Linked DNA regions of Mus musculus: all the other regions are linked to region 3. Evidence: chromatin contacts called from public HiCAR-type, HiChIP or PLAC-seq and promoter capture Hi-C data. All regions are on one chromosome and are shown on one strand. Each heading gives the region's core, a stretch centred on a gene start, on an enhancer-like site or on the middle of the called end of the contact. The rest is flanking DNA. Distances are from core to core; before and after follow the strand shown.

The links. Promoter capture Hi-C pulls out the DNA fragments that hold promoters and counts their contacts. HiCAR-type assays count read pairs that join an accessible place to other places. HiChIP or PLAC-seq counts read pairs in DNA pulled down with a chosen protein or histone mark.
Region 1: a contact with region 3 is called in a promoter capture Hi-C map of embryonic stem cells, with 3 times the contacts expected there. The contact joins the promoter of Lrat here to the promoter of Sfrp2 in region 3. A contact is called at or near these places in 4 of 39 promoter capture datasets (cranial neural crest, embryonic stem cells, hippocampal neurons and 1 more) and 1 of 9 other capture datasets (embryonic stem cells).
Region 2: a HiCAR-type map of astrocytes shows a contact between it and region 3, with 3 times the contacts expected there. The contact joins the promoter of Plrg1 here to the promoter of Sfrp2 in region 3. A contact is called at or near these places in 13 of 39 promoter capture datasets (the 3T3-L1 cell line, 3T3-L1-derived adipocytes, cranial neural crest and 7 more), 3 of 484 Hi-C or Micro-C datasets (embryonic stem cells and nephron progenitors), 6 of 115 datasets of contacts at active chromatin or transcription factors (astrocytes, embryonic limb bud, embryonic stem cells and 2 more) and 2 of 9 other capture datasets (embryonic stem cells and liver).
Region 4: a contact with region 3 is called in a promoter capture Hi-C map of embryonic stem cells. The contact joins the promoter of Fhdc1 here to the promoter of Sfrp2 in region 3. A contact is called at or near these places in 6 of 39 promoter capture datasets (the C10 cell line, embryonic stem cells, pre-B cells and 1 more).
Region 5: a contact with region 3 is called in a promoter capture Hi-C map of embryonic stem cells, with 3 times the contacts expected there. The contact joins the promoter of Dchs2 here to the promoter of Sfrp2 in region 3. A contact is called at or near these places in 10 of 39 promoter capture datasets (cranial neural crest, embryonic stem cells, frontonasal cranial neural crest and 4 more), 1 of 15 datasets of contacts at CTCF or cohesin (the NIH/3T3 cell line), 18 of 484 Hi-C or Micro-C datasets (the C2C12 cell line, cerebellum, cerebral cortex and 7 more), 13 of 115 datasets of contacts at active chromatin or transcription factors (craniofacial prominence, embryonic basal ganglia, embryonic fibroblasts and 8 more) and 1 of 9 other capture datasets (embryonic stem cells).
Region 6: an H3K4me3 HiChIP or PLAC-seq map of craniofacial prominence shows a contact between it and region 3, with 8 times the contacts expected there. The contact joins the enhancer-like site here to the promoter of Sfrp2 in region 3. A contact is called at or near these places in 2 of 39 promoter capture datasets (cranial neural crest and frontonasal cranial neural crest), 2 of 484 Hi-C or Micro-C datasets (cortical neurons and palatal mesenchyme) and 7 of 115 datasets of contacts at active chromatin or transcription factors (astrocytes, craniofacial prominence, embryonic forebrain and 4 more).
Region 7: a HiCAR-type map of astrocytes shows a contact between it and region 3, with 3 times the contacts expected there. The contact joins the promoter of Rbm46 here to the promoter of Sfrp2 in region 3. A contact is called at or near these places in 1 of 39 promoter capture datasets (hippocampal neurons), 1 of 115 datasets of contacts at active chromatin or transcription factors (astrocytes) and 1 of 9 other capture datasets (embryonic stem cells).

The regions. Positions count from the first base shown.
Region 1 is chr3:82,902,517-82,905,280 of GRCm38.p6, reverse strand. Lrat (lecithin-retinol acyltransferase (phosphatidylcholine-retinol-O-acyltransferase)) reads left to right here and starts at 1,307. Exons shown (of 2, transcript NM_023624.4): 1 at 1,307-2,108. The coding sequence starts at 1,569. The region is part of intron 2 of Rbm46os (RNA binding motif protein 46, opposite strand); the gene reads right to left.
Region 2 is chr3:83,053,915-83,056,799 of GRCm38.p6, reverse strand. It overlaps Plrg1 (pleiotropic regulator 1), which reads right to left and starts at 1,262. Exons shown (of 15, transcript NM_016784.3): 1 at 1,146-1,262; 2 at 1-29. The coding sequence starts at 1,154.
Region 3 is chr3:83,764,781-83,767,638 of GRCm38.p6, reverse strand. It overlaps Sfrp2 (secreted frizzled-related protein 2), which reads right to left and starts at 1,318. Exons shown (of 3, transcript NM_009144.2): 1 at 596-1,318. The coding sequence starts at 1,097.
Region 4 is chr3:84,478,156-84,480,855 of GRCm38.p6, reverse strand. Fhdc1 (FH2 domain containing 1) reads left to right here and starts at 1,365. Exons shown (of 12, transcript NM_001205355.1): 1 at 1,365-1,507.
Region 5 is chr3:83,126,132-83,128,933 of GRCm38.p6, reverse strand. Dchs2 (dachsous cadherin related 2) reads right to left here and starts at 1,407. Exons shown (of 20, transcript NM_001357165.2): 1 at 1-1,407. The coding sequence starts at 986. Gm10710 (predicted gene 10710) reads left to right here. Exons shown (of 1, transcript NM_001358023.1): 1 at 1-2,802. The coding sequence starts at 848. The coding sequence ends at 1,372.
Region 6 is chr3:83,079,555-83,082,254 of GRCm38.p6, reverse strand. No RefSeq gene overlaps it. Among named protein-coding and RNA genes, the nearest start is that of Plrg1, 25 kb to the right of the region's middle. Within about 2 kb of position 1,309, at least 53 of the 459 cell types and tissues checked have an H3K27ac peak or open chromatin away from gene starts, as enhancers often do. A contact at or near this core is called in craniofacial prominence, where this site is marked.
Region 7 is chr3:82,875,082-82,877,781 of GRCm38.p6, reverse strand. It overlaps Rbm46 (RNA binding motif protein 46), which reads left to right and starts at 1,299. Exons shown (of 6, transcript NM_001277170.1): 1 at 1,299-1,474. Rbm46os (RNA binding motif protein 46, opposite strand) reads right to left here and starts at 1,077. Exons shown (of 4, transcript NR_040382.1): 1 at 1,024-1,077.

The DNA.
Region 1 (2,764 bases), core at 58-2,557, 860 kb after region 3:
TACAGAGTGAGTTCCAGGACAGCCAGGACTGCAGAGAAACCCTGTCTCAAAGAGAGAGGAGAGGAGAGAGAGAGAGAGAGGAGAGGGAGAGAGAGGGAGAGAGAGAGAGAGAGAGAGAGAGAGAGAGAGAGAGAGAGAGAGAGAGAGAAAAGAGATAGGAGAGAGAGAGAGAGAGAAAAGAGATAGGGGAGAGAGAGAAGAGATAGGAGAGAGAGAGAGAGAAAAGAGATAGGAGAGAGAGAGAGAGAAAAGAGATAGGGGAGAGAGAGAGAGAAGAGATAGGAGAGAGAGAGAGAGAGAGAGAGAGAGAGAGAGAGAGAGAGAGAGAGAGAGAAGAGATAGGAGAGAGAGAGAGAGAGAGAGAGAGAGAGAGAGAGAGAGAGAGAGAGAGAGAGAGAGAGAGAGAAAAGATAGCCTGGAGCTTAAGCTTTCTTAGTTTTGTGGCGCTTGTGGCCTTTGTCTGGGGGAATTTACTCATTTACATAATGAATTAGCACAGAAATTCAGGCGGGTCTGAGCACCCAAAGCCCAGCCCTGCAGAGCCCCAGCAGCCTCCTTAGGCAGCTCCCCCACCCCCTTCGACTGTGCCTGGGTTCTGCTGCAAGCGTGCACCGCCTTGCAGAACCATAACGTTCTCTTTCCTTAAGTCTCCCTGGACGGCAGGGAGCTCTTTACCAAAAGCTACCAGTCGTTGTGTGAAGCGAAGCTGGGACCTGACATCAAAGAAACTTGGCTTGACTCCTGCTTTGCTGGAGGGCGTTGGGGTTTTTTTGATGACCGTTGGAAGGCGCGCGCTCAACAGGCACTGGAGCCTTGGAGCGTCCAGACTGTTGGGTTCCGATCCTCCGCGCTGGGGCACTGGACGAACAGAGAGCCATTCCACTTCTCCGCGTGCCACCTGAGAGCTCATGGATGCTTGCGTGTTTAAAACGACAAAGATCAGTTTAAGTAGGATCTGCAGGAATTCGCGGAGCCGGCACTTTGGCGAATCAAAGCAAATTCTTTAGTAAGCTGAGGGCCACGGTATTATTATCGGTTAGAGCGGGTCCCATACCGAAATTTTACAGAAGGCGCTTCTCACCGCCAAGAAAGGTGCTCCATTCCTGGCAGGTGCAGGATCTTTCGCGCGGCCACGCCTCTGGCATCTCTCCTACGCTGGCTGTTTAAAGGTCTCCCTAGTGAAGCAGAGCGCTCGAGGAGAAGTCAGGGTGCAGAACGCCCGTGCCCAATCCGTGTTCTCCGGCCTGTGACCGCATTCGGCCCGCCCTCTGCACCTCTATAAGAGCCACAGCGAAGAGCGCACCCAGAGCACCGCCCCCAGGCACACTACCTCTTCAGCTCCTCAAGCGCGGGTGCCACTGTTCCCACAGCCGACCGACACTACTTCCTTTCTTTGACCCCCTGCACTGGGTGGCTGAGCCAAGCACTTTGGCTTCTCCTCTGATCTCTTGCTCTCCTGGCTCTGGGCAGCCGCAGCGGTGCTCCGCAGGTGAGCAGCGCTGCAGCGCGGCGATCCGGAGAGCTCACCTCGTACAGAACAGTTGCAGCCAGTGGTTGGTTGCCTTAGGATGAAGAACCCAATGCTGGAAGCTGCGTCCCTCCTCCTGGAGAAACTGCTCCTTATTTCCAACTTCAAGCTCTTTAGCGTGAGCGTCCCGGGAGGAGGCACAGGGAAGAACCGTCCCTATGAAATCAGCTCTTTCGTCCGGGGCGACGTGTTGGAGGTGTCACGGACCCATTTTATCCACTATGGGATCTACCTGGGGGAAAACCGTGTCGCCCATCTAATGCCTGACATCCTGTTGGCCCTGACCAATGACAAGGAACGCACTCAGAAGGTGGTCTCCAACAAGCGTCTCCTCCTGGGAGTCATTTGCAAGGTGGCTAGCATCCGTGTGGACACAGTAGAGGACTTTGCCTACGGAGCAGACATCCTAGTCAATCACCTAGACGGGACTCTCAAGAAGAAGTCCTTACTCAATGAGGAGGTGGCACGCAGAGCTGAGCAGCAGTTGGGACTGACTCCATACAGCCTACTGTGGAACAACTGCGAACACTTTGTGACTTACTGCAGATATGGCTCTCGGATCAGTCCACAGGCTGAGAAGGTAGGAGGAGACTTGCAGGAGCTGGGGTCGGGATCCGGGAGCTTTTTGGACATCTCCTCCACCATACCATTCTTAGGAGTTGTAGATTAAGTAAGGAAAGCTCTGGTGTTTCTAGGGGAGATCTGGTAAACAAAGGGCAGTTTGCCTCGCAGAAAGGCTATTTCAAAATGTGCAATAAAAGGGTGTGGCCACACAGGCTGCTTCCAGAGATTCCAAAGTGCTGCTTGTTACTGCTGTACTAGTCATCTTGGTCTGCACACACAAGGTAGTTCAAATGATCAGGGGCAAGAGACTGAAGGACTTGGAACTTTTCCCACGAAGGGTAATTGGCAAGAAGGTGTCCAGTTTTCTCTTCTCCTAGATGCACAGAGTGAATTCCCTTTACTTAAATAGGCTCAAAATTCCTGCTAGAAGACATTCCTGGTAGACACCTTTTATTTCTAGTTTGACTCGGAGAGATTTTTTCCTTAGTGTGTAACTTCTTCTTAAGTGATTTTAATCCCCATATCCTGTTCTCCTTCACTGTTAAGCATCTCCTAGCCTTTAGTACCAAAGGTAGGTTGGATTTTAAGTTCCCCAAAGATTAAAACAATTCATTTTTCTGGAAGGTAAATTTTATGGCTACTTGGGGGTGGGAGGACACAAGTGGTAGAAAT
Region 2 (2,885 bases), core at 13-2,512, 710 kb after region 3:
AGTGTGTGTACAGAATGCTTCTGTACCTCCTGTAAAGAGACAGCCAAAAATCACACATCTAACAAGAGACCCATACACCCTAATCGACATGAGAGTCATTATGCAATTTCCACGCTAAATATGGAGAAGGATATACACTCCTCAATAACTGTAACAAACTACAGCAATCAACAACGAAGATGAGAAAGCTCCTGTCTGGCCAGAGCTCTTAGAAAAGTAACTGAGTAATGCCTACAATGTGTTCAGTAGATATTTACCGAGCTAGTACTGTATGCGGCATGCAGTGTACTCAAGAGGCAACAGACAAAAATAAGCAAAATAATTCCACATTTTTGGAGGGTTCTATGAAAATAGGCAATGGGATGAGTTGGTGGGGGGAGAATTGGTAGATATAATCAAGAAAGGTTTCTCTCAGGTGATAAGCAGAGAGGGAGACAGCCTTACACGGAATAGAGGTACAAGCAGTGAAAGTGTGGGAAATCCCACTGCAAAGGTGTCCAGATAACTCAGAACCGCAGCAGTTGTGAATGCTGCGGAAGTGTGGGTTTCCAGGGTCGGTGAGGTTTAGACCTCTGCCACCACCAACATTTTTACTCTATAACACTGGAACAGAAAGCAGCACTGAACTACACTCCTGCAATGTGTTCGTTAATCCTAAGCACTTAGACCAGCTGGAAGTTATTGAATGAGTCCGGGCAAAAGATGTTAGGCTAGACTCGGAGGACTGCAGTGGACCTGGAACGCAGTGGGTGGGAGTAAGAAACGTTTGGGATACGCAAGAACAAACAAACAAACAAAATCAAGAACCGCACGCCTCTACTGCGGTAGAGATGAAATAACAGTGGAACTGACAAGACAGCACGGACTAGCATCCCAGCCACGGTGGGAACATCAGAAGCCCCGCCTCCCAGGAGACGGCCAGGTACCTACGACAACACACGGACTGCAGGATTCCCTCAGGCTTCCCGCCGACTGAAGCTCGGACTTGGGATGTCATCGGCCTTCCTCCCACCCCGACGTGCCGAGACCACCAGCTTTGACTACAGTTCCTTTCCCCAGATTCCCACCACTTTCATCCTACACTTCCGTGGGCAAAGCAAAGCTCCAGGGACAAACGACTCCCAAGTACCCAAGCATCACTTTACCTCCACCATGTCGCCGCCGTTTAGTCTACCCCTCCAGCAGCGAAGGAACTCAAATAATCGCCGCAGAAAACGCCGCCACTATTCGGCAGCTCTTTCCGGAGATTGGGGCCCGTCGCCGGACGTGACGCTAACCGCACATGCGTATTGGCAACCCGCCGCGCAGGGGTCGAGGGGCGGAGTCTAGCGGTGGAGGGCGGAAGCTAGGCGGAGTTGCGCGGAGCCTCTTGGAGGAGAGCGGGACTTCGGCAGCCGCTGGGCGGGACTGGGGCGGGGTTTGGGCGGGGACGAACGATGTCTCCAGGCAGAAGGGCGGGTCTCGGCGGAGCTGGGCGGAGTCTCCTGCCTGAGGGCGGAGATTTCAGCCGGAGCTAAGGGAGCGCGCCAGCCTTAACGTTTAGGGGCGGTACCTGCTTCCAGAAGCTTGGTGCTCCTTACTTGGAGGTTTTAAGCAAGCAACTTTTTCGTTTCTTTTCTTTTTTTCGAGACAGGGTTTCTCTATGTAGCCCTGGCTGTCCTGGAACTCACTCTGTAGACCAGGCTGGCCTCGAACTCAGAAATCCTCCTGCTTCTGCCTCCCAAGTGCAGAGATTAAAGGCGTGCGCCGCCACCACTGTCCAGCTTAAACAAGCAATTAAAAAAAAAAAAAAAAAAAGGTTGAGAACTTAAGTTGGTTTTATTTTATTTGGCTTGACGCTAAAGTGTTGAGGTTTTGTGATTTACCCAGGTTAAAAATAAATCTGTGGCTTATATGATCGATCGTTTTCAAATGTTTTCTGTATTGATGTAGTTGCTATTTGCGATCTTAAGGCGTTTTCACAGATTGTGCGTCTTCCTGAACTGTGGTTAAGTTCACGGATACCGTCCTCAGAATACTGCGAATACTTTGAGAAGGATGAAACGTAGCGCCGATACAGCAATGCTCTCGCTCGATTTATATTTTAATTCATTAAAAACATGAAGGTCGTGTTTTTAACCTGAAAATGGACATTTCTAGTCTTTTTAGTTTTGAGCCTTAACGTCAGCGCCATCTTTGTAGCCCGCAAGTAGTCATTTCTAAATGTGAATGTGAGTTTAGCCAAAGGATCTTATTTTCTGTAAAAGTGGCTAATGTTTGTGCACGTTGCAAGGAAATAGTAATAGCCATAGAAAAGAACATTTTAAATCACAAAACACTAAGGAAATGTAAGAAAGACCTTAATGTATCTATGTTAATATAACTACTAGACAACTCTCATTAAACTTGTGAGATACCTTAGTCATCCTGAACACAGCTTATGCAAGGCTCATAAGGGCAGTCTACTGAGGTAAACCACACTAGGTTTTACTCTTCTTACAGCTCTTGAATTAAGCCACCCGTGTGAAAATTTCCTTCTTAAATGAATAGCTTGGGTGATCCTATTATCTAGTCATGAGACCCATAAATCACACATATCATACACAGATCTCCTGTTCATATAGGAACCTGGGTTTTTCTGTTTGCTATGGCCTCCCTCCTATTTTCTTGTATTTGAAGGGATCCAGGATCTTTGGCTGGTTAGGAGTCCCAGTTCAGAGGTGTTGGCGCACGCCTTTAATCCCAGTACTGAGGAGGCAGAGGCAGTCGGATCTCTGAGTTCCAGGATAGCCAGGGCCAGAACTACACAGAGAATAAAACCAAAACAAACGAAAAGAATAAGATGTACGTGTCTTTAAAAGTAAGCAAAAACCTGCTCTGGCTAACCTTGCGAGCTGCCTTTTCTG
Region 3 (2,858 bases), core at 69-2,568:
CCACTCCTAAGATAAAAGCAGATAGTGACAGAGAGATGAGTCCTGTTGATTGCCTTTAGCCTCTCTCCCCCAAACACCTGGGGAGTTAAAACCAATAGTCAGGGTTCCACTCGCTCCCAGACAGTCTTCGTTTTTTTATCTCCAAACCTACATTGGCGAAGGACAAAAAAACAATCTCAAAAGGTGATCAACGTGTATCGTTTGTTTTTATCCAGTGGGACAAGAACGTGCAGAGAGAGGCTGAGCCTGGGTGCTCATCACTAGGACCCAATCATGGTAAATGCTTTCAGAAGCGGGGACGCAGAGCAAGAATCTTAAAAAAAGGCTTGCCACTTTTGTTTGGCTTTCTTAACTACCTAAGAGGAACTGTTAGAACCAAGGAGGAATCTTGGCGCATGGGTGGATATCTCTAACTCCGTATGGCAACAGATTAGGGCAAGGAGAGCTGCCATATCCAAGGTTGGGACCTCCAGCCTGGACAAACTAGGATGTGGAGTGGTGGCTGCGGGGTGTCCCCCACCCCACCCACCCCACTCCCCAGGTCCTAGCACCTCAGGCTTCTTGGGAGTGGGTGGATCGAATAGGGAAGGCTTACCTTCCTCTGTGGCCGGCAGGAGGTGGTCGCTACTAGCGAGGGGGATGCAGAGGTCGTTGTCCTGCGGGAAACGGTCGCACTCCAGCATGTCTGGCCAGGGGAAGCCGAAGGCGGACATGACCGGGGCGCAGCGGTCCTTCACCTGCACGCAGAGCGAGTGACACGGCTGGATGGTCTCATCTAGGTCGTCGAGACAGACAGGGGCGAAGAGCGAGCACAGGAACTTCTTGGTGTCCGGGTGGCACTGCTTCATGACCAGCGGAATCCAGGCGCCCGCCTGCTCCAGCACCTCCTTCATGGTCTCGTGGCCCAGCAGGTTGGGCAGCCGCATGTTCTGGTACTCGATGCCGTGGCACAGCTGCAGGTTGGCGGGGATGGGCTTGCAGTTGCTGCGCTTGTAGGAGAAGTCGGGCTGGCCGAAGAGGAAGAGCCCACGCGCCGAGCCCAGGCAGCAGTGCGAGGCGAGGACTAGCAGCAGCAGCGAGGCAGGGCCCCGCGGCATCGTGGACTAGCGACCCCCGGGGGGCGGAGGGAGCCGAGCGGGGGAAGCGAGAGGCGGCCGGAGCTCGAGCTCGTCCGGGACTCCCTCGCTCTGCTCGTGGGGGCTCTGGACAGCGGGCGGCGCGAACGCGCGAAGCCGGGCGCCGGGAGGTCGGCGCGGGCAAGGCACTGCAAGCCCGCGCGCAGCTCCGGGGGGCTCCGACCCGGGGGAGCAGAGTGAGCAGAGGCTGGGGCCCAGCCAGAGTTTTCTTGGCCTTTTTTATGCAAATCTGGAGGTGGAGGAGGGGGAGCAAGGGAGGAGCCAAACCGGAGTAATCCGAGGAGGCCGGTCACTACTTTCTGGGGCTGGCTGCGTTGAGAATGCCCCTCACGCGCTCGCTGGCAGGAAATTCGGGCTGCGCCCCCACCCCGAGGCAGCAGCCCCTGCGCGCGCGCTCTGGTGATTGCCTTGCAAGCAGACAAGCGCGGGCCACCCTGTCCCAGGGAGAGCGAGGGGAGAGCGAGGAGGAGGCAACGAAAGTCGAGGACACGCGTGGAGCCGGGCTAGCTGCCTTGCAGTCGGATCAGGGCTGGAACGCGTTTCACGCCCCGCGTGGCCTGCGCCCGTATCGATGTGCAGCAGCCTTTAAGTCTCAGCACTGCGTCCCTGTCCCCGAGTAACCATAAACCAGCAGTACTAGACTCTTTGTGGCCTGGGCTTTTTCCTCCCGGTTCTCCAGCCCAAGTTGAGCAGACTGGCTTGAGCAATGTGATTCCACAGCCTCACGACACATTCTGACTTATAAAATGGAATTGCAGCCATGCACGGAGTTGCTATTTTGCTGGGGTGTCTATAGGATTTTGTCACTGTGGAGGACTTGTCAGAGGCATCACGAATTTGCCCGCCATTTCTCCTCTTTGGAGGAGAAAATTTGACCTCTGAAGAGATGTCTATGCTTGAAGGCTGCACGGGCTCTAATACATAGGGGTTCAGGATTACCTCAGTATAGGCCACCAAAGCAATAAATGGGGCTTATGAGTACCAAGGTCAGAAGGTGGGCAGGAACGGGCAGAGACCTCTGTGGTCACAAGAGTTAGTCATGTCCTCAGCATAGTTGGCCCATTCATCCCCTAACAACCAGGGACGCCATCCTGGTCACCCATCCTGGTCACGCCATCCTGGTCACCCATCGGGCCATCCTCTGCTCTGTAGAACAGGGAACCTAATGTTAGGGTAAGTGGATTGTAAGGTGCCAGGCGGGGAAAGGAGTACAGAGAGACAGTTTGGACGTGCGCAGGGGGTGGGTTAAGGGGGGGGGTGTCTCTTCCCCAAACCTTCCCTTGTCTTAAGAGTCAGCCTCTCTTTAAGTGGGACCTTGCAAGTCCTGGGTAGTGACTTCCCCTCTTTGCCCCCCCCCCCCCCAACAATCCTCTTTCAAGTGTAAGGTGGACACATTGTTGCTGCTTCCTGGATTTAACAGCTGGGTTGGATGTTTGCTGCCTGATTTACATTTTCCATCCATCTGGATGGTGAGCTCAGGATTTAGGGGGTCAGCACATTTTGTGGTCCCGCAGTTTATGAGAGTTTAAGGAGTGACGAGAGGACGATAAAATGCTATTTCCTACCCACTTCTGGCCATAGTCGAAGCAGGTAAACACCCAGAGGGAGCCCGCAATGGGAGTCTTTAAAAGTCCAGCTCCATCTTTCCTGCTCTGCTGAAGGCCTGCCTGAGTGGAGCCGTTTCCATCCAATTGGCTCTAGACCTTCCCGTGTCTAGCTGAA
Region 4 (2,700 bases), core at 116-2,615, 710 kb before region 3:
GCGCGGGATAGGGTGTCCAGGAGACTGCCGCAGAGGTTCCTTTTGTGGAAGGCGGTGACCTGCTCAGTAGCGACCGTGGCGCCTCCCACTTCGCTCCATTAGGACACCAAGGCTCATCTTTTCCCTGCAGCAATTTCCATCGTCCTCTGTGGTTGCCCGCCCAGCCCCGAGCTGGTCTTCAGGTGCCAGGAGCAGCGTGCTGGGCGGCGGCTTTCGAGTCTCGGGAGCCCGGAGCTGGCGAGGGCGAGCTCAGTGGCGGTGCTGTTCGGGTTGAAGGGGGAGCGAGGGAAGCAGCAGAGCAGGAAAGGGCGTGCTGTCCTTTGCGGCCGGCTGGAGGAGCAGCCGGGTAGGCAGCATTGTTACCTGCAGCGGCCCCGCCCCTCCGCACCGCCCTGCCCCCTCACCGTCCCCGGCCTGCAGTCCTGCGGAGAGACGGCGGCGCCGGGACAGCGGGCGGAGGCTGCGCGGGCGCCGGGAGCGGGGGCGCGGTGAGTGCGGGACGACGGGAGCTAGGGCCCGGGCTGCCAGGCTGGGTTCGGGATGCTGGGCTGAGCAGCGGCGCGGGGAGGATGCGGTGAAGCGCGAGCTCTGTTCCGGATTCCGGGGACCTGATCCTGGAGCGCAGGCCCTGTGCCCCGAGGCGCATATGCGCCCGACTGGCTCGGCATCGGACCCTGAGCTCGGTGTAGCGCTGTCCGCGGGTGGGACCTCGGAGGTTTGATTAGCTTTCGTGGCACTTATGCGGGTCGCGCAGGTCACAGAAGTCCCTTTTAGCGAGGACTCGCTCCTGCTATAGTGATGTGGGGGTAGACTTCCAATGACTGCACACCTCCCTGGAAGTTCACCTCCGAAGTGGCGTCGGCGCTTGTGGAGTGGCGGGTTGGCAGTCACCCATGGTCCCCGAGCGTGACGGTTCCCCAGCCCCAGAGACTCCTTTTTGCGTTTCTGTCGCGGGTTCATTCCCCCTCTCTCGGTGCAAAACCGCAGTGCGGCCGAGAGCCCTTCTCCCAGGAGCCCACGCTGGGGACTACACGGTATCGCCGCAGCGGTGGTCCAAGCGGCTGGCGGCCACTGTTCCGTGAACCACGAGCTCCATAGAGAGCTGGGACCCCGGTTTGGGCGGGGAAGCTTGGACAGGACGAGCCACCCCCGGTCGGATAGGCACAGAAGAAGCCCCAGGGGTTTCGCGGCTGGCCTCCATGGCCTCTGAGATGGTCCGAGACTGGAGAGTGCGGGGCACTCATGGAAGCTGAGAGTCCATCCTTTCCCGGGAGGGTTGTCCCTACTGTCCCTGCTAGGGATCCTGCGTGGCGCGTGTGGGCGTCTCTTCGCCGCGGACGCGCGCCTTCCCGGCCCAGATAAGGCGGCCTCTGAGCTAGTGCGGGGACCGCCCATTCGAAGCTCGTCTGCTGTCCCGGGATCCTGGGCTGCGCAGCTGCGGGACGCTGGTAGCCTCGGGGGGCTTGGGCTAAGCGCCTCGGGAGCCGGCGGAGCCAAGGGCCTTTTGGTGAGTGGATTCGCCAAAGCGAGGGGCTAGAGACCGAAAGAGGTAGTGGGCAAGACTTGGGACTTCGTCCATCCTGACTGGAAAGAAATCTTTCTGGGTGCTCCCTCCCTCCCCTGTTCCGGGCGAGTTTCATAAAGACCTGGAGCTAGTGTTTAAAGAAATTCTACTTTGAGTTGGACACCCTGCGAGCACCCTCTTTAGTCCCCGTTGTCTTCCTGGAGCTTCTGTCTCTCCGAGAGCATCCTTCGGCTCTCCTGGGCCTATTCTTCCTGGTTTGGGAACTAGGGGAGAAGAGACTGGAAATGTGCTATCAGAAACAGGCAGCTGTGAATGTTTGTTTATGTGACGTGACAGATTAAACCTGCCGTCGTGGGTACTCTAGGCCGGCTGAAGGGCCAGGTAAGACTGCTGCTCGCAAACTGACTGTATTTCTTGATCAAGAAAGGGTTTGAAAAGACAGGTCGAGGTGGAGAGATGTTCCTTAAGGAGTGAGTAGAGAGAAGAGAATAGTATTAACGAAAGGCGGGAACTTCCCCCAGCCCTCTCTCTCTTTTCCCAACTAAGAATACTGTGTATGTAGCTTAGCCTCTTCCTCAGTTCCTCAGGTGGACGGGCTGCACTCCCAGCTCAGGCTCATCTGTGACACATGTCAAGAGGCAAGAGGAAAGCCATCTGGCTCTGTGTCACTTTTTATTACTGTTGAACAGAGCGTGCAGACCCTCCTTTGAGAAAGCTCTGGTTAGAGCTAGGGGCCACACAGCTCTTCCAGGAACCCTTAGGAATGGTCTTATTCTAACCCTGTGTGCTGGCTGATCATACGCTGAAGGTTAAGTTCTTGATCATAGCATCCCTCACTGAAATTGGAGTTAAAAGATGCTGAGCTGAGCAGCAGAGCAGCATCCCCAGCGGGAGGGACAGTAACCCCACCTCTGATGACCGGTGGTGGTTATCACTCAGCAGACTTGAAGATGGGTTCTGTCATCAGAAAGCCTATTGGTGACAGCTCTGCATTTAACGGCCTCCTCGCTGTAGGGGAGACGTTAAATACAAGCCTGCCTGTGTTTGTCTTAGGGAGATTGATGGGATAGTTGAAGGTTCCCAGACAGAATCGGGGCTGATTCCATTGTCTCTGCTGCCAACTGCCAACTGTGAGAGGCAGGGGACCATGTCATGTGTCGGGGTGTTTGCATCAC
Region 5 (2,802 bases), core at 158-2,657, 640 kb after region 3:
GCGCTCGCCACGGGCACTTGCCGCTCCCGGATACTGTAGCGTACCAAGCCATTGGGGCCCAAGTCGCGATCAGTAGCACGCACGCGACAAACCTCAGAGCCCGGCTGGGCGTCCTCACGTACTGTGGCGCGGTACTCGCCCTGCTCGAAAACTGGCGGGTTGTCGTTCTCATCCAACACACGCAGCTGCACGTGCAGGAGGCCGGTGCGCCGAGGGCTGCCACCGTCCCAAGCTTCAATGTGCAGCTCGTGCGCTGCCGCCGCCTCTCGGTCCAAGCGCCGCAGCAGCACCAAGTCTAAGGGTTCCAGCGGTGATGAGGACACCGGCAGGGAAGGCGACGCCGGTAACCCCGGCGTCCCATAGCGCAATTGGAAGAAGGGTCCTGTGGGATCCTGGGGCATGTCAGAAGCTTGCAGCAAAGTGTAGCCCTGGATGCTGAACAGTCCCGCGTCCGGGTCCTGGGCTCCTGGCAGGCGGAACGCTGTCCCGGGCGGGCTGAGTTCGGACACGTCCAGCTGCAGGGAGTCGCGGGGAAAGCGAGGGGAATGGTCGTTCACGTCGTTGACGCGGATCTCCACCTGTACCACCTCTCCCAACAGCGTGGCGGCCACGAAGCTATAGTGGTCCTGTCGCTCGCGGTCCAGACGCCGAGCGGTGCGGATGATACCAGTGTCCGGGTGCACGTGGAAGTCGTCCAGCAGCGGGGAGTCATCCGAGTCCTCCGAAAGAAAAAAGCCATTCCCATCCTGTTGCTGAGCTGCTGGCAACCCCGCGCGAATGTCACCCACCAGTGTGTCTGGGGGCAGCCCCTCGTCCACCGAGAGGCTGAGGTTGAACACCTGGGCAGATGAGCCCGAGGCTGCCCACAGCCAGGCGTGGACGAAAAGCCGGAGCAGGGAGCTCTGCGCCCCGGCGCCGCGGGGCCGCCCACGGGGTGACCCAGCCGGCTGACGCCCTTCACCCATCCTTCGCCCAGCAGGGCTCATTTCTCCTCCAGCTCTTTAGGAAGAAGGCTCCGGCTAGCTGCCAGCTTGTATTGGGATCTCAGAGCAACCCAGGAGCCTCTTCAGTATTAAGCCAGGGAAGAAAAGACTTTGGCAAACAAACGAAAAGACCCGGGAGTTCCCAAGGTGGCATCTGCAACTGGTGCAGACGTCCTCTGGCCGCAGCTCACGCAGGCGGGGGCGGCTCTAGCTGCCTCTGCCTCCGCGGCCACCTCTCCAGCCTCTGGATGTCTTTAAGGGAGTCCCATCGCTTTTTCTCTCTTCTTCTATTCCTTTTACATCTGTTCCTTGTTCTGCTCGGCTGGCTGTTTCCCCCTGGTAAAGTCAGGTGCATTATTTCTTTTGCCAAAAAGGAGGAAATTATTTAAAGCGCGCACACGGAGAGGAAGGGGATCCGGCCGGGAAGGGGGTGGAGAAAGGGCGGGGAGGCCGAGGGGGCGCGGGGCGGGAGGAACGGTGGGAGGGGCCGCTCGGGCAGCAGACTGCTACAGGGGCGGCCGCTCCCCCACCCACCCCACTCCACCTCCCGCGTCTCCCGGCGCTGGGGACTCCGTGGAGCCCCCTCTGACTGGGCCTCCTACTCCTTAGTCCCCTCCCCGTGCGTGATGCGGCTCGCACCGGGATGAATTCCAACCTGCGAGCCTCGGTTCTGTAGAAGGACTAAAAAACGGCTAGCCGGATGGACACGCAGCCCCAGACAGTGACGCTGATGGGGTTGTCTGGCTTGGCTTTGCGTGCAAAGTGTACTGGGTTAGGGAAGAGGCCAGTAGCTTGCCCCTAAGCTCGCTCTCTCCATCCTCAGAACAGCCCCTGCAGCGAGCCTGCCCATGGCTCCATGTAAGGTGGGGGTTATATGGTCACTTTAAGGAGACAAACTTGTGCTCTCTATTTGGCGAGAGAACCCCACCTCCTCAGCGGAAGGACAGATGGAGTCAAAAGGAGATGCACAGCTGGGGCCAGTTTGACTGTAAAGCAGGGAAGGCGGAACTTGGAGAAAAAAAAAAGAAGAAGAAGAAAGGAGAAAGAAAACTTCCAGAAATCCCGAAAAAATCTGTGACACACATGGCACGCTTTATTATGCCGAGCTACTATTTAGCAGCGTGCTAGTGTCTTGTCACTCCCCTCTGCCACCTGTGATGACAACAATGGATGGAGCTTGCGGACCTTTTTAGGCATCCAGCGCCATCATACCTGCCAGCATATTTTATGATGATGATTTATGTGCGGATTGACCTTGTGGCATAAGCCCCAGCACACGGCTTTACCTCCAGCCCTATGAGAAGAACCTTGCAGGGATCTGATAGCTCTTCCAAAGTAGCTTAGGGTTGAATCCAAAGACAATTCACCTCAGCCTGTGTAGTCTCGGGCTTCTCTCCTGCTATCCACAGCTATAGATGGAAACTGACAAATGGCCTCTAATAAAGTATGCTCCACCAGAGGAGTCTGCTCTCTTGAGAGCGGCCAGCCATATGTAGCAAAAGGTTTCTGCAATTTTGCATTTCAGCCAGAAGGAAGAATTAATTTCCTAGATACTGTTCTGTGCTAGGGGGAGACCAAAAGGCCAGCATACAGTTCCCCAGAAACCCCAGTGAAACGCCTTCTTATATTGAGTGGCCTATGCATGCCATTGCTAATTAGCAGCCACACCAACCTGTACCCCTGAAAAAATAATAATCAAATGATTTTCTTGGCAGTGTTGTATGTAACCAGAGATGCTATTAAAATAATGTCAGCCTCCCTTTTATCGATCAAGTGCCTTTAAGCATTTGGGAGATCAGGCTTGAGCCTTTGGAGTCTT
Region 6 (2,700 bases), core at 60-2,559, 690 kb after region 3:
TATCTAGAATATATTAAATGGGTGTTGATTTAAATGGGTTTTTGAAACTGTAGGCATGTCATAAAGGCTTTTGCAGAAATGCTAAGGGATGAGAAAGAACTCCATTGAATGAGGGTAGCACCGTGCCTCCGGCTGGGGTCCCAGACTAAATATAGCGGAGAATAGAAGTTGAGTCGCAACCTTCACCTCTCTCTGCCCCTTGTGAATGTGATGAGGTCATCCACCTCATGTCCCTGCCTCCATGTCTTTCCTACCATAACGATCTGGATCTCTCTACACTGCAGGCTCAAATCCTCCCTCCCTTAAGTTGCTTCTTGGTAGAGGTTTGATCACAGCAACAAGAAAAAAAAATAACTAATGTGTCAGGGAAACAGACAATAAAAAATAAATCTGTAAAATAAAAATGACATAACAGGCCTGAGAGTGTGTCTGGGAGTGCTTTCCTAGTATGCATAGATCAATCCCAAGGACTCATAAAACAGGACACTTGTAATTCCAGCATTTGGAAGATAGGCAGGAGGATCATACATTCCAAGTCATCTTTGACTATGTAGCAAGCTTGAATTCAGCCTGGGACACAACACACACATACACACACACACACACACACACATACACTAACACAGAAATATACACTCACATTCACACACAAACTTACGAATGCACACACACTCACACACGTGAACATATACACAAACGCACACTCACATATGAACACTCACCACACACACTCATTCTCACACACACACTCACATGCACATACACAGTAATCCTGGAGAAAAATGAAGCAGAATTAAGAAGTTGTTTTGGGTTGTTATATGCTTGGAGTGAGAAGATTCTGATTTTAAAACGGGTAAAACGTTTGCTTTCTGTCATTCCTTCAACTAAGAAAGAGAATTTTAAAGTTCTAATTTTTACTAAATTAAGCCCAAATAGGCAGTTCTTACAAATATCTCTATTTGGTACATTAAAATCATTAGATAACCAAGTTCCAATATATCTTGCAAAACAGATTTGTTTATTAATATTACAGAATTGCAAAGGAACTTAAACACACTGCTTAATCACTTGTCTAAGGACAGCTGTACTGACGGGCAATTGACAAAATGTGTGCATTGAACGTGTATGGGATTTGGTCCATATACACTGTGAAGTTATCAATATAATTACTATTTCCATCACCTGAGAGATGTTCTTCTAGTGTATGTTTTTTATATATGAGTGTTTTCCCTGCCTTCACCTGTGCACCATGTACATGCAGTACCCACAGAAGCCAGAAGAGGACGACATATCCCCTGGAATTAGAGTTAGAGACGCTTGTAAACTGATATGGCTCTTGTGGAAGAGGAACCAGATACTCTTAATCTCTGAGCCATCTCTCCAGCCCCTAGTCACTATGTGTGTGGTGAGAACTGCGAAGATCCGAAGATCCGTTCTCTCAGGCGACTTCAAGTGCACAGTACGTGATTCCTAGCACTCACAATGTGAGCACATACAGCCCCAGGGCTTTCTCATCCTGACACCTTGGGCAAGCCCCTCCCCCAGTTCCCATTTGGCGGCCCTTCCAAAGACTTCAGAGCACTTGTGTACACGCCGATCAGCGAAACTGAAAGGGGTAATTTCATACTTGGCAACAAACTGCACATGCCAGAATTGCTCAGCACTTGACATTTCTACAAACAGAGCTGAGAACATACATGAAAGAACAAAGTCAAGAGAGAGGAAGAAAAAAAAAAAAACCAAAAAACTAAAAACTTGGCAATCTGTTACATGGAAGGCATCCATACATTTGAAAGCAATTATTAAAGATCTGACGGGTTTTGGGGGAGGATGGAAAGTTGAAGTTGCTTCCTAGAGAATGGAAGGACGGCTCAGTGGTTAGGGGGTCATCTTGCTCTTGCAGTGGACAACAGTTTGGTCCTGAGGACTCCTATCAGGCAGCTCGCACCCATCTGTAGCTCCAGGTCCTGGTGGACTTCACACCTCTGGCTTCCTCTGGCACCTACACTCACACAAGCCCACACACAGACATGTAGACACACATAATATTGCATCCCAGCGTAATCAACCGCTTCAGCTGAAAAACTGACAACATAAAAGGAAAAAGGAAGAGTGAATCTCCATTGTTGTCTTTCCATTCTTCATGTTCCCTGGTGACACAGCACCATAAAGAAAGGCAGCGGCAGCGTGGGTAGGAAGAGCAGCTCAGAGGGACGGTCCTTGCAGTCCTGAAAAGGTGCAGCTAGAAACAATTAAGTTTGGTGCATTTTCCACTGTTCCAGTTAGCACCAAAACGCATAGGCAGATATGAGCTATGAAATACAAATTGTAAGTGTGGTGAGTTTGCATGTGAATGAAGGGCTTATATTTGCATCTAAATGAACACTGCATGATGGAAAAATAAATGTTAAGATGCATGCTAATATTTATTTATTTATTTTTATTTAAAATTTTAAGTAGCACACTCACACACACGAAAACAGTATCAGGAAAAAAGGGGCAAAGCTTTCTGCTGAAGTGCCTACTGCTAATGGCACCTTCTGTCTGATCTGTAAACAGCAGGCCTTGAATTTTCATTTTGCTCTGAGCCATGTAAATTATGTAACTGGTTTTAGTTTTAAGTATTATGTGCTGATCTATGTAACCTCATGGGGGTCATGCCAGGCATACAGCAAGTGTTTTGTGAGCATTCATTTTGAC
Region 7 (2,700 bases), core at 50-2,549, 890 kb after region 3:
CTTAAGAAATAAAGGCTATTCCTTTATGTTTTGGTTGCAGAAGGCATAAATCTTTTATAGCAGTCAATGAAAAATACATCTGCTAATAAAATTTGCTCAGTTTCTTTAAGACTTTGAGGGAGAGGATGTACCCTGTAACTTGAGTCTTTAACATTGTCTTTCTAAAGCAAGTTTCTAAGGCCTCACTCTAATGACCTTTATGAAACTCTTGTTCACTTGGTTTCCTTTATACTGGGGATGGGGTGTGAAAAGAGAACACACTGGAAATGTTAAGTAGTCCTCCAGGCTACCTCCAAGACCTCATTCACACCTCACAATAAAATATCGCCACCTACTGGCTTCTACAGGCTCCTACAACGACGCTTAAAATCAGCTAGTCTGTAAAATCAAGTCTGTAAAATTCAGACATGAAAATGAATGTGAAGAACCTTTCTTTCCTGGACAAAACAAAACAAACGAACAATGTTTAACAAACCTTCCTCTTGTAGTTTTTGAGGTTAAAAAAATCTTTAAAAACAAAGCCAAACTAGTGTATTAGATGTGGCTCAGGCTTTCAACTTGTTTGGAAAATACTGTGCAGAGCAGAGTTTAGGAATAACTGCTTTCCGAGTTACCAACGCCTCCCAGGTATTGTGCATAGCGTTCTCCTTGGGGGGCACCTTTTGGGATAGTAACATATCACAAGCCGCTTGATGCACACGTTGTGTAAACGCCCACAGCTCTCTTGAGTCGGTTTCCCTGTCTGTAAAACATGCTATAACTTAGTTTTAAAAACCCTGTGAGAACGGACGAAGATGCCCTGGAACTGCTTTTGGCACGTAGAAACATAAAAGGGCTAAAACTCTGTTAACGTTATTTACGATCCCAGTCTCATCATATCTGTTTTAAGGGGAATCAGAAATTAAGGGGCCACCCCTCCCATCCTCATTTACAAAAGTCCCCATGACTGTTTTGCACCCAACAAGGCGTTCAATCAAGATTTGCAAACTTCATCCAGCCAGACAAAGAACTTTCTCAACCTACCTACATCTCCCTTAAGGGAAGCACTGCAAGTTCACTTTGTAACTTTTGTTTAGTAACGCCTTCAAGTCTTCCACGCGCCAAACTTCACTCGCCCAGACTGGCTTTTCTCCTCCTGATTGGCCAGCGAGCGTGCCACTCCAAGTCCCTTTCGCCTGTCGCAAGTGCCTCCTCCGGCCTCAAGCCTCAGTCCCGCCTCCTCGCCCCCACCGGCGGCCGCTGATTGGTCGAGGTGGGGCCACTCCACGTGAGGCACGCTAGGCTGAGGCGAAGAGCCCGTGGCCCCGAGGCGCGAGGACAGCACGAGCGCCACTGGCCACGCCCTGCCCCGTCCGGCCCCGCGGCGACTCCTCTGACCACCGCTTCCGCCCGCAGCGCCGATCCGAAGCTCTGGCGGCGGTTTGTGCTCGTTGGTCCAGGGATTTTTAGGTCTGGCCTCTGAAGACCCGACGGGGTGAGGCGGGAATGGGAGCTGCGGGGGTGACCGGCAAACCGCTGCCAACGGCCGCAGTCGGGGGTGCCCTCGTGCGGGGTCCGGGGCGCCACCGTCGGGCGGTGTCCGCGGGCTGGCCTGCGCGGCCGCCCCGTCGACAGCGGCTCCGGGGTCTCGGGCTCCCTGCGCGGCCGCCCCGTCGACAGCGGCTCTCGGGTCTCGGGCTCCCTGCGCGGCTGCCCAGTCGGCAGAAGCTCCGGGACCTCGGGGTCCTGGCCGCTGCTTCCCGACCTCGCTGGCCTCCCGTCGCCGTTGTGTCCGCTCGCCGCGCCGCCCAGAGTTCCTAGCGGGGGCCGGGCCTCGAACTTTCCGCCGCCCCGACTGGGAAGCGGCCGGGCTGCCTAGGGGATCTGCGTGAGTGGTTGTCGGGAGCCAACTGCCCGACGGGCCGGATAACACTCTTAGTGCAGCCTGGGGTGAGGGAGGACCACGGAGCCGGTCCAGGGGCCCGGTGGATGCTGGTGGACTGGCTTCCTGGTGAATTTATGAGAAGGGGACCCCAGGGGACTCAGAAAAAGCACCTCATTTAGCCTTCTAGAATTAGGTTAAAACCAGGAAGCACTATAGGTAGCATCAAGGTGGTAACAGCCCATCATTTATGAATATGCATGTGGAAATAGGCTAATTTAAATAACTAGCAGTTTTCATTTCAAGGGATTAGGGCAATGAGATGCTTCAGAAACTTCCTTTGTAGTCATAAGAATCAACCTTAGCGCTGTGATAGGTAGATTTGTTTTTAAGTATACCTGTTTAAAATATTGTCTCAATCACTAACTGTGCCACTGAGGACATTCGGATCTTGTTAGCACTGTATTTGCCAAATAACCAACTAATGCCTTATTTCCTGCGTGTGGCCATGTTTTAAGTGCTAATTTTCATATAAGAGTCTTGGACTTTAAAATATTAATGCCAAAATTATAAAACAGCTCATGTAAGGTGCAAACATCCTTATAAAGTAAGAAATATTAAAACCAAGAATATATATTCAACTGTGTATGGGTGAAGTTACGCTTTAAGCGTTCAGTGGTATTGTTTTCATTGGTGGAAAACTTAAGAGGTACCAGAAGTTAAGAAAGGATTGCAAATAAGTAATTTGTGTAAATTAAAAATTTTTAATGCTGTTAACTTTAATATCTGTTGGTTGGTAAGGTAAAAAGATAAGGGGAAATGTGATTTCTGTGTTCAAA